Regions from separate parts of the Pan troglodytes genome. Here region 2 is linked to region 1. Evidence: chromatin contacts called from public HiChIP or PLAC-seq data. All regions are on one chromosome and are shown on one strand. Each heading gives the region's core, a stretch centred on a gene start, on an enhancer-like site or on the middle of the called end of the contact. The rest is flanking DNA. Distances are from core to core; before and after follow the strand shown.

Region 1 (3,397 bases), core at 673-3,172:
ATCAACAGGCGTACTGAGACCTTTGTCTTGAAAATCTGTTTAGTGCCCAAGTTATGCTTCCCTCTGGGTCCCACTGACCCGACTCGGGATGCCCCAGTGGCCCCACCTTGAGGAGCCCAGCCCCGCTGCAAAATTTGGGTTTGGGTTGCTACTATTTGTTTTTAAAAGTGATGACCAGAAAAAGGGAAAAGGAGTTAACCTCCGGACATTTCCCTCACGACTAGCAGAAATGGGTTGATCTTCCCCACGAAACTTCAGCGGGCCTGAAAAAGTAAAGTTTAGCCCTTTACTCCGACCAGGGGCCCCGGCACTGAATGAGTGTTAGAAATATAGACACGTTCACCAGTTGGGCTACTTGGCCGGACCCAAAACCCAGCTGATAAGGGCTAGAGCAGTCTCCTGATTAGTTTGGGCTACAAGTCCTACTGTGGTACCAAAGGATCTACACAGCTATGTTTGGCCGAAATAATTTCCGGAGACTTCTGTAGTCCCCCCCCCGTTAGTAATCTGGAAAGGGAAGCGCTTAGATAAGTAATTAGTTTTCTTTATTAAGAGGACATGACTTTATTATTATGGATAGTAGAAACAGTGGTAGTTGATTAGCTTGTTTAAGGGTTGGTTATAAAGTTCATGCGTTTCGACTGGGTGCCGCGCTCCTCCGTATGTTTTATTTGATTTCCCCCTACACATGACACCCGCCCGGTCCTGGCGCTAAACGTAGTGCTGTCTCCTTAGAGGGACTGAGTCGGGATGCCAGAAACCCTGAGATTCTCTCGGTTAGGGGTCCCAAGCCCCGAGCGTCTAGAGAACTGGAAATGACCCAGTCGCGTCCGAATCTACTCCACAGGTCCGGTCATCAGGCCCAGAGACTAAGGCCACCTGGGCTCCTGCTTGGCTCGGACGCCTCGGCAGCGCGCCGTCCTCCTATTGCTTGCGCCCAGCTTGCCCTCGGAGCTGCGGATCCTCGCCGGGGAGACGCCTGCCCCGGAATCAAGGGAACCTTGAGGTCTGTAGAAGAGAATGCCACCACCCCCCACCCCACCTCCTCCCAGTTCCTCTCCCTGCTCTTTCGGAATCAGCTGCGACAGAGGATAGCCAGCTGCAGACATTTCGATTCAGAAAAACGACCGTTTCTTAGCCCTGTAGGCATAGGTGGACGGGAGAAAACTCACCCGCCACCCTCAAGCGGACGTCTCTACGACCCGCCGCCCCCGTTCTCCACCGGCCAGGGAGTCGGCTTGGTTTAACAGAGGGCGCAGGGGTGCCCGGCTACCGCCGCGGCGGAGCCCTTCCTTACCGCGTCGCGGCCGTTGAGCTGGGCGCCTTTGGCCAGACGGGCCTCAGTCTTGGATCTGCGCTCCATCTCCTCCATGATGCCTTGGATGTGGCCTCCGGAGATCCCGTGAAAGAGCATGGCTGGGGGGCGGAAAGGACACGAGTTGTCTTCTGCTCGGCACCCCACTATTTCCATATACACACGCCCGGGGCTTTCAGCTCATCCGAGTGAAGGAGGCAAGGGACCAGAGAGGGCTGCCCTGTAGGAGCGCAGAGACGCTCGAGGATGGAGGGAAAGAGGGAGAGAAAGGAGGAGAAGAAGCAGACGGAGTGGAAATCGGTCTGCTTGGGGGGCCGAGGGGAAGCAAAAAGAACTGGGAAGAGTTGGGGGGAAGCCTCAGCGGCTCCCTGAAGGAGATGTGCAGAAAACAAACAATTCGGGCGGAGGGAAAAAGAGGCGTAGAAGGCGAATCTTACTGCTCTGAGAGATCGAGTTACTAATGGGAAACAACTGCAGCGGGGGGAGGAAAACAAAATCTGGTGAAGAAAGAAAATAGTTTTGAACACAAAGAAAGAAAAAGACGTGCTATTTTCAGCGTTCCCTGGCTGCTTGCAAGTTCCCAGTGCCTGTAGATTGGGTTGGGGACTGCTCCTGCCTGAGCTGTGTCCAATTTGTTAAGAGACTAAAGCCAGCCCATTTTTGATAATTTAGTAGGAGGAGTTCTCTCCCCGGAGCTGCCACGGATTTTTATTCAGACAACAAAGACCTGTCATACTCCTCTCAACCCCCTGGTGATGGGCAAGCAGGACAAACATTACAAAGGGGTGGGGGGATAGAGAGCGGGGAGGCAGGAGGAGGGGGCATTTACCTCCCCACAAAACACACACGCGCGCGCGCGCGCACACACACACACACACACACACACACACATCCTTCCAAGAGTTCCCAGCAGTCATGTTTTAAAGGGGAAAAGGAGCTCTTGTTGTCCCCGCCCTGTTGCAGAAGGCCTAGAACCCGCCTATTTGATCCGAGTTCAAGATCAGACCTTGGCTCAGGACACACAGAATAACAACTTCAAACTTTGGATTTCCTCCTTGTGGACTTTTTCATCCCCAGCCTGCAGGACTGTCACCCGAAATGCATAAATATTGAGCAGAAATGTAAGCAATTTACTGAGGTGGAGATAATGCTGGTTCCTCTCCTCCCCATCCCATCTTCCTCAATCCACTTTTAAAAGCAGCTGTCTGACAATTCATCTCTTTGCCTCACCTTCTTGAGGGCCGGAGACCCTACTAGATGCTGGCTTCATCCGAAGTGGAGAGGGCGTTTGGAGCGTCTGCATTTCTCAGGGTTACTTTTGGCAAAACAATTTTCTTTGAGAAAATTAGAGTGTAGGGGACAGGGCATGGACCTGTACACACGGGTACGCAATTGCGCCTTGGCCATAGGGCGGCTTATTCTCTTCCCCGGTTCAGGTTTGAAGGAAGGCTGCCGGAGATTCTAATGTCTCATTTGAAGCTTGCCAATATGGGAAGCGACTTGCGGACTCCCGGGAGCTTGGCGCCTGCCCCCGCAGGACTGGGCGCTAGCCCCATCGCGTGCTGCTCCCACTACCCTGGCAGGACAGAGGACTTGTAAAACTGGGCGCACCCGCCCACTCAGAAGGGTGTGAAAGGGACTCTTTGCCGTGGAGGAGGGGAAGGTGAGAACTGACAAGCAGAATGGCAGACCTGCTCCTCACAAGAGGTGGGATTGTTCTGTCGCCCTCTGTTCTCGGCAGCGGCGGCCCCTCCCCGGCCCGATTAAACAGTGTCCACAATACTCTGATATTGTCGATTCATTCAAACGGCCAGAGGCCCCCTAGGAGTCCGAAGCACAGCGCTGCGGCAGGAACCAACGCGGCTTTACCCAGAGAGGAGGACGCGCCGGCCGCTCTCTGTTCCTTCCGTCCCCTTCGTCAGCCTGCGCTCCCCACTACTTCCCGCCGCCTTTCCCAGGACTGCGGTGCCTGTGTCCTGGCACATCCTAGATACCTCACAAGAGCCGCCCGGCCGCAGACCCGCTTCCCTCCGCCCGGGGGAGCCCGACCGGGAACTGTGGCCAAAGCTAGAAGGACGACGG
Region 2 (3,043 bases), core at 193-2,692, 380 kb after region 1:
TGGCTCAAGTACCCAAATTCTTTTAAAAGATTTGTTATGTGGTGAATTTAATTGCCTAAAGGCAAATTTCTGCAGGGACCTTTGTGATTTTTGTAATCTAGATAATTTTCATGTTCCTACTACTATTTTTCAAACTTCAATTTTTATACAGTTGAAATAGTAGAAAAATGCACTAGAGCAGCCTCAGAAGACCTGGGAAAGATGGACAGTTTTGTGATAACAGTGAGGCTGTCTGTGTATGTTTGTATTTACGTGATTCATTTAAAACTTCCAACAATCCAGTCAGGGCAAGAATTATTATCCGCGTTTTTCAGATTTAGAAACAAATGGAGACTAATAAATGTGCCCAGAGTTCTACAAGTAATAAATAGCAGAATAGGAATTAAAAAGCAGGCAGACTGATTCTAGAACTTAGGTACCTAACCACTATTGTCATGCCTTTATGTTGGATGGAGTGATTGTAGAAGAGGGATAGTTAGAAATAAGGATATGGAGTTTAGAGCCAGACAGAACTTAACTTTGAAAAAGGTACTAGGATTTAACATTGAGCAAAACAAAATATCCCTAAGCCTTAATGTTTACATTTGTAAAATAATAATACAAGTTATTTTCCCAGGATGCTATAGGCATTATAAATAATGTATATAAAATATCTGCCACATAATAAGTACTTGATAATCGGTAGCTGTTTGTTTATGGTTACCATATCATATATCTTGAACTCCAGGTCTCTGTAGCAGTGGCACCAACTGATTTCTCTCTTGGTAGTTATAGTCCAGGATCACTAATAATCTCTAATCACTAAAGTAGTTAGGACTCCTAAAATTATCCATCTTCATTCTAAGTAGGGATGACCATAGATCCCAGTATATTGACTTGAATAGAAATATAAAACTTATTGTACCAAGAAATATCTTATTTATAAGTTTATAAGACCTTGAGTATGTCATTTTATTGTGAGTAAAATTGAGTATAGTCTTCACTCATCCTATTCCTAGTCCATTTGATTATTCGTTTCAGAAGTGGATCTCAGTTGTCTAAAGAACTTTACATTTCCAGTTTCCAGCTAGACTTGTCAGTGAGAGATTTTATTTTCATCTGTTTTTCAAAAGATGAAAATGGGATTATGATCATTTAAATTCCAAGAATGTATTTTAAAGTAAAACATTATGAAGTTTTACAATCTGTGTGCTGTAGAAAAGAACAAAGTTCTAAGCCTGTGTTTTAAACCTGTTTTCCATTATTTAGCTTATCTTTGGAATAGATTGTGAATCTATAGTCCACATCCAACAAATAGTAATTTGTGTGCTGGTCTGCTAATTAGTATGGCTGTTGCTCGTTTTGTTGATGAGGCTTAAATAAATGTCAAGGGTACAGCCATGAAGATCTCCCAATTAGGCTCCACATTTGTAAAACCCAACCCTTTTCCCTTTTGTGTAAAGATGACAGTTCCAACAGCAGCCCCAGCCTAACAGGACTCCAGGGAAAGGATCCTTCTCTGGTTTTATTGAAAACAGGGCCAGTGAGTCCACTGAGAATATAGCCACTGGTCATGGTGCAGAACAGTCTTAATCCTATGTACTTATGTTCTTTCATCAGTTTTATTTTAGAATAGAATACTGGAGACTTAGTGAAAAATATAAGATAACATAAATCTGTAATCTGAGATTATGTTTAAAAATACTTACTTGTAAACATTTACTAACATTTTCTTTTCTAAGAATAAGAAATTTCTTTAAATAATATGTAAAAGTTATATATATCTGAGATATTGCTCCATATTAGCCATGCGTGGCTTAGTCTAGCAGTTATAATGTGTATGTTTCTGTGTGTCTTCATGAGACTCACAGACACCTCAACTATACTAGTGAACAAGCATGAGAGCTTAGCTGTATTACAAGTCAACATTAACAGATGGATGGCCCTAAGCAAGGCAAAATCACCACAACAAAACCTAGGGAAAGTGGGGGACTAAAGCTTTTTGTTGTTAAGCCCTATTAAAACCCTGGCACACGCACATGCACACACACACACACACACACACGTGCGCGCGTGTACACACACACATATATATACACACATATATATACATATATACATATATACACATATATACATATATACATATATACACATATATACATATATACATATATACACATATATACATATATATATATATGACTCTTAACTATTTCATGTCGGGAAAAATAGCAATATTTTTAGATTTTCAACCTTCAGTTAATTATGTAAAAACAGCATGAGAAAATGAGTGGAAAGTTGTTTTTCATTTGCAGTGTGATACAAAGCAGTATGCTTGTTGATAAATACTCTCACTTGGAATGTTACCCAAATAAAGTGTTTACAAATAGAAATATGTTTAATAGTCACAATTTCTACTATTAGACCAAGCACTATTAAACTGGTGGACATTTATTTTACTTAATATAGTCACATACAGACTAATAGTTTTGAGGTATAAAGAGTTATCTTTTGAATGCACAAATAAGAATGTTTTAAGCATAAAATATAATCTGTGATTTTATATTTTTATCCATTATACAAGGTGATATCACACTTAAAAATGAAACTTTTTGTCTTTTTGAATCTTTATGTATTTAATGGTTTATAAAACATTCTAATGGATTTGTGGAACATAGCACAATAGCTATGAGTTCATTTTATAGTTGATGAGTAACATACTTTTATATTTTAAAATATGCTCAGAAGTCATATATACTTTTATGCATGCAGAGACTTACAAGTAAAGCATTTCAAAGCCATGTTTTGATTGAACAGGGACTTAAGAGAAATCTCAATATGTTAGCATCTTATTTAAAAATATGAGCAATCAAATAGTTTATTTTTATATATAATAAATGTCATATTTTAAAATGCTACAGATGTAATTTTCTGTGAAACTTATAAGAAAAGAATATCTTAGGTTCTCTTAAATTACTTAGTTCCTAAGCATAAGAAAAGATGGGATGTCCACACCTAGTAGGGTGTGGTTTATAGTATTGTATTTATGAAACACTTTTAT

What was found. HiChIP or PLAC-seq counts read pairs in DNA pulled down with a chosen protein or histone mark.
Region 2: a contact with region 1 is called in an H3K4me3 HiChIP or PLAC-seq map of stem cell-derived excitatory neurons, with 11 times the contacts expected there. The contact joins the enhancer-like site here to the promoter of LHX9 in region 1. A contact is called at or near these places in 4 of 7 Hi-C or Micro-C datasets (blood, induced pluripotent stem cells and stem cell-derived neural progenitor cells), 1 of 1 datasets of contacts at active chromatin or transcription factors (stem cell-derived excitatory neurons) and 1 of 1 other capture datasets (stem cell-derived neural stem cells).

Annotation. Positions count from the first base shown.
Region 1 is chr1:51,185,135-51,188,531 of NHGRI_mPanTro3-v2.0_pri, forward strand. LHX9 (LIM homeobox 9) reads right to left here and starts at 1,923. Exons shown (of 5, transcript XM_009440355.5): 1 at 1,298-1,923. The coding sequence starts at 1,471.
Region 2 is chr1:51,569,394-51,572,436 of NHGRI_mPanTro3-v2.0_pri, forward strand. The region is part of intron 20 of DENND1B (DENN domain containing 1B); the gene reads left to right. Among named protein-coding and RNA genes, the nearest start is that of DENND1B, 240 kb to the left of the region's middle. Within about 2 kb of position 1,443, at least 3 of the 24 cell types and tissues checked have an H3K27ac peak or open chromatin away from gene starts, as enhancers often do. A contact at or near this core is called in stem cell-derived excitatory neurons, where this site is marked.